Linked DNA regions of Zea mays: region 1 is linked to region 2. Evidence: chromatin contacts called from public Hi-C data. All regions are on one chromosome and are shown on one strand. The core of a region is the stretch at or near the end of the contact, and the rest is flanking DNA. Distances in the headings are between cores, read along the strand shown.

Region 1 (2,700 bases), core at 118-2,617, 77 kb after region 2:
AACGATGAAGAAAGAGATGAAGAGAATGGCAAACCCATAGCCTCTGTGTCACCATCGCCACGAGAACCATCGGATGGACGTGCCATGGCGGCACACAAAGCCAAAGCCGCCTTGAGGTCAGGATTCTTACATAGCAAACAGGGAGAAAATCTTTGCCTCTGAGCACGCGCATCATGGAGGCATGGAGCCATCAGCCACCGCACTGAAATCATGTGGGAGAAGAAGAAACAGCCAAGCAGTACACTGACGCCAACCTGAACCTGATGGCTGACTCCACAAGCCTCAGACCATAGTGTTTCCCAGCCATCTGGCACATCTCCGTGGATCTGTCCACTAACTGCTAGCTTTATCTGAATACCTGCGCTCTTGACATGCCAATAGACGATGCATTGAAAAGGGATGTTGTTAGCCTGTTACATAGTGAACAGGGACCACTTCAGGTGCTCTACTACCTCAAAAGAATGGACTCTGCCACAACGAAACAAATGCAAAGATAAAGCCTATCCTAAGAGTTCGCCTGTGAGAACTGAGGAGGAGATGTGATGCCAATGCCATGCCCATGCATGAGGAAATTGAGTGACTACTTGAGTCGGTTCTGACTTCAGGTTATGTCATGCGAGAAAAAAGCCTGCCAATGCAGTTACCAACACGCACTAAAATGTGCTGTCAAGCAGAGCAGAGCAGCCAGCCAAGTGGGCATCAATCCTGTCCTGTTATGATGACAGTAGACAGGTGACTTGAAAACATATAGAAAGTGTCTGTTTTGTTGTTACAGTACCCTGTCTGTTCTTGGCTTCTTGCTCCTCTCTAATAATCCCACGTGAGAAACATCTACAGATCACCGTCGATGGTTTAGAAAAAAAAATGGCAAAAGCTTGCCTTTCAGTTAAGAAGGGAAATAAATTTTAAACACATTAAAGATTGGGGCTAACTCTGAAGAGGCTTACCCCGTCTTTCTCCTTACCTCCAATCGACCTTGTGCTGTCCATAAGCAGTTCTAAAAAATTTGTCCAATTCCGTCTCTTTCCAGAGGTTGCCATTGGAATGCCAGTATTACTTTTTTTTCCAGCCTTTTGTGTCGTTGCTTCCCACCCAGAGCTGAATCGTCCGTGCCAGTGTTCTTAAGCCAACGCTTGACGCCAAATAAATTTTCAAGTGGTCTATTGCACAAAACCTAATAGTGTCATGGTGAGGCTATCCCCTTGAATTGAAGTCAATATCCGTCATGAGAATTTTGCTCTATACGAGTGTCCAACAAACAACCTACACTTGTTTTTGTCAGTAAAGAGAAGCAGGGTTTTTGTCCCGAGCGCAAGGGAAAGAGGAAACCTTCAAGTCGCATCTGGAAGGCAGTGCTCACACTCACAGTATGGCCGAAATATCGGCTGTAAATGGTTTCATAGTTTGTTTAACACTTGCCTGTTCCCTGGTGAATAGTCTTGACAGTCAAAAAAATCTTTTTAGCCTTGTTTTATTCTGCAGCTGACATTTGTTCGGTTAAGAATGCATTGGAGACATTAAGTGATAAAATCTCTTACTAGTTAAAATTAAATAAAAATAAATTTAATTTTTTTAAAGCTTGTTTGATTATATGGGTGGATTGAGGGCATTGGAGAGGATTAAGGGTCTGTTTAGATCCTTGTGGCAAATAGTTTGCCGGCTAATTTTAGCACCTTCACCTCCAAATAGGCTGACTAATAAATTGGCTAATTGTTAGTCGAAGAACCAGTAAATAGTTTGCCCATAACCAGTTAACGTTGCTAATAGGAACTAATAGATCGTACAAAGATAGCCAAGGCTACAAACATACCCTAGTTAATTTTTGCTAACTAATTATTTGACGGCTAATTATTAGCCACTAGCAAATAATAAGTTAAGAGGATCCAAACAGGTCCTAAATCTCTTGATGTTCAAAATTGAATAGAAGGTGATTTAACCCCCTCAATTCTCTCTAATCTCCATGCAACCAAATAAAGCCTTAGAGTCTATTCGGTTATAGGATGAGATTGAAGAGAACTAAAGGGGATTGAATCCCTTCTAATCCACTTCTAACCAAATAAGTCTTGTTCAATTGTACAGAGATTGAAGGAGAATAAATCCATTTCTATTCGATTTAGATTAGACAGGATTTTTAATCTACTTCGATCATCTTTGACCCAGGCCGGGCGTATATACGTCATTTCTCCTCATCCTGTCTCTACTTATTAATTGCTCGCAGCCCATAGAAGGCCTTGAGTAGGATTTAAGCACGGGTTTCGAACCGTCTTCTTCTCCTTATCCTTATGGAAATTTAAGAGAGAGATCACTCCACAGAATAACCGAGAGAGAAGATTCAGGCAACTCGGCGATTAAAGAAAGTGACTACTTTCGCTCATAGCTGGATAGAACTAGTACGAAAAGAGACCAAAAAAAGAGCCTTCCCAAGCTAAATGCTATTTTCTCTTTTTTTCTTACTGCTAAAGGTATCAGTAGGTTTAGATCACAGGAGGCAACGAACCACCAATCCAAACCGATGCCAGCAAATAAAACCAACGCTTAAGACGCTATTGGAGAATCTACTCCTAACCAAATAAGGCCTAAAGAGGAATAACAATGCTAATATCCAAACGACCTGCTTTAATGGATTGCACTTGAACTGTTCATTTGCTGCACACACCTTCCAAATAAGACCTAGAGTACATGGGCGGCAGTTATTATTAT
Region 2 (2,961 bases), core at 204-2,703:
ATCGTCGACATGGTCTATCCTTACAACGCCATAATGGGGCATGGATCCATCAATAAGTTTGAGGCGTGACCATAGTGTATGGAGACCATCAAGCAACACAGAATATAGAAAGAGACTTCGTCCCAGGATAGCGCAATGTTCACTGCCTAATAGCAGAGCATGAAGACAACAACAATCCTCGCCCAGCTAAAAACAAAAAAGTCAACATCCAACTGCAGAGCAACGAGGGAACCAAGACGGTCACCCTTGATCCCACAACCCCCAAGCAAATCGTCTTGATCAGCGAAGACCTTTCAACAAATGAAGAAGAAAGACTTCTCTCCTGTCTCAACCGCAACAAGGACGTCTTTGCCTAGTTCGCTCTTGATCTAGTTGGGGTCAGCCGCACCATCATAGAACATAGCCAGGGCATCGACCCCTCGGTGCACCCAAGGAAGCAGCGGTTAAGGAAAATGTCCGATGAAAAAACAGAAGCAGCAAAGACCAAGGTGCACCGTTTATTGGAAGCAAAGTTTATCGAGACAATAGCTTACCCCACCTAGCTCGCCAACGTTGTCATGGATTAGAAGAAAAACGGGAAATGGCGAATGTGCATTGATTTCACTAGCCTCAACAAAGCATGCCCAAGGACAACTTTCCTCTACCACGAATCGACAAGATCGTCGATTCTGCAGCTGGCTGCGAAGTCATGTCTCTTCTAGATTCCTTCTCAGGTTACCATCAAATCTACAAGAAAAAAGAAGACAAGGCTAGCACAAGTTTCATTACACCCTTTGGCACGTACTGCTTCATGCGGATGCCCGAAGGGCTCAAAAACGCCAGCTCAACATTCTCCTGTCTCACCAAAAAGATTCTCGAGGACCAGATGTGTCGCAACGTCTTCACATATGTAAACCCCGGAATCTAGCTCCTAAAACCCTAGTCAGTTGAGAAATAATAAAGGAGTCATTTTAATTATGTATCTTATTAAAAGAGGCATATTTTCTTTAAATAAACGTTCTTTTAGGAGACTATATAAAAACCCTTATATGAGTAATGTATTTATAAATACTTCCTTGAAGTGTCTAAATTAACATAAGTTATATATTAGAAATTACTTTCATAAAAAATACAATATTTAAAATCATTTTCATAAATAAAATAATAAATAGATTAATAAAAGTATATTCATGCATTCATGTTGAAGTTTTGACTGTGCATTTATTAGGAATTAGAAAACTGGAAACCCAGATTTAAAACTTAATTTAAACCATATTCAAACTTGAAAGAAATAGAAAACTGAAAAAAGTGAAAATGGCCGAATGGGCCAAATTTCCCCTACCTGCCCAATCTTCTCATCTGGTGGCCCACGCACGCGCGTCAACTCCACGCCGACAAGCGAGACCGGCCTGTCTGCCTCATCACGCCCATGACAGACCATCATCGTGCCAGCCCTGTGGCCACCTCCGCGCCAGTAACTGATGGGCCCGCCTCGTCATCCGCGGTTCCCCATCCACGCGCTCCTACTATCACTGTCGTGTGGGTCATGTTTGTCAGTGTTCTCCTCAAGCTCAGGATGGTAACAAATCCCGCGCTGCTCGCCGATATGGGTGGGAGGCAGGTGCTGGGATCCCTCTGACCTCGGAATCGGGCTTCGCCCGATTATAAAACAATGCACTGCCTTCCCTTCTTGGCTACAACCGCGTGGATCGGGCAAAACTTTGTGCATCCTTGCTGTGGACAAGGATTGGGTGCCGCCGGTGCCGCTGCTGGGGATCTTCGTCTGCACAGGCGCTCGGGTCACGACGGTCGCCTGGGTGCTTCACCAGGCCGTGGGGTTGATATCAGTGGTCTCAGCTGGCCAAATCGGTGGGCAAGGGGAAGGGAATTTCTCATCAGCACGCCTCCGTCGCCGCTGTTCTGTCGTACCGCGTCGACAACCTCATCCTCGTCACCATCGACGGTGAGAACGCCTCTGTATGGCTCGCCTTCATCTCTGCTCCGTCTACCGTCCCTTGGATTTGAGGATTTGTGCTCAGATCGGCAGGCGGCCGTGCACCGGTAATGGCACCACCGTAGGGTGGCTGGCGCCGCCGCTGTTCGCGTCCGGTGTGGTGCAAGCGTACTAGGGTTGCAGATGACCGTTGGATCCTATTCAACGTTTGTGATCCAATCAACGAGATACCGGTTCGGGAATAGATCGTAACCGTTGGGAAATGCATTGAGTGGTTAGGATTAAAGATAAGGAACTCGTTCGGTCGATGCGATCGTAGCCCTCGATTTGAAATTGGACGGTTCCGGTTGCTTACCAGTTAGAGTTATATGGAACCTAATCCTGACCTTGTGCCACCGATCGGACGGCTAGGATCGTCTGATACCCCTTTGACCAGTGTGTCTTGCAAAAGAGACCCTGGGTTTTCATACATTCAACCTACCGTCCACACCTGTGGTAAAGTAATTGCACCTGGACCCAGAAATTTGTGAACTAAACCCTGTGTTTACTGGTATTTATGCCAGCAGCCCAGTGAGCACCTAAAATGAATAAAACAATTTAGAAAATGGTTTCCAATATAGAAATAATTCTAGAATATTGTTTAATTCATAGAAAAATTATTTTAATTCATTTTTGATCCATTCCAGTTGCGTTGAATTCATAATAATATTGTTTATCATCTAGTAACCTTGTGTTGTTATAAACATATATTAGAAGTTATACACTTAGTTTCTTTTAATCCAACATTTAAAACTCCGGAAATCCATAACTTCTTCGTTCTAATTCTGATTTGGTCCGTTCAAGTCGCGTTAGCTTGATATGAATATTTACCATACAGTAAACACGTGCCACCACAAGGGTGACATGGGACGCCCTTGGCTGACTAACTAGGAAAGCTAGTGGAGGACTACCTACCTAATAGAGGCAAGGGCAGTAGGGGAGTAGGCGTGTAGGGAGGTTACCGGGTTGATTTTGCTGCGATGGCGATC

Evidence for each region. A called contact is a pair of places that touch in the nucleus more often than the background predicts.
Region 1: a contact with region 2 is called in a Hi-C map of endosperm, with 6 times the contacts expected there. The contact joins two enhancer-like sites. A contact is called at or near these places in 5 of 25 Hi-C or Micro-C datasets (ear, endosperm, leaf and 1 more).

The regions. Positions count from the first base shown.
Region 1 is chr5:112,836,169-112,838,868 of Zm-B73-REFERENCE-NAM-5.0, forward strand. It overlaps a transcript of LOC100280217 not described here. Among protein-coding and RNA genes, the nearest start is that of LOC100280217, 54 kb to the right of the region's middle. Within about 2 kb of position 1,368, at least 7 of the 20 cell types and tissues checked have an H3K27ac peak or open chromatin away from gene starts, as enhancers often do. A contact at or near this core is called in endosperm and tassel, where this site is marked.
Region 2 is chr5:112,759,063-112,762,023 of Zm-B73-REFERENCE-NAM-5.0, forward strand. No RefSeq gene overlaps it. Among protein-coding and RNA genes, the nearest start is that of LOC100280217, 130 kb to the right of the region's middle. Within about 2 kb of position 1,454, at least 20 of the 20 cell types and tissues checked have an H3K27ac peak or open chromatin away from gene starts, as enhancers often do. A contact at or near this core is called in endosperm and tassel, where this site is marked.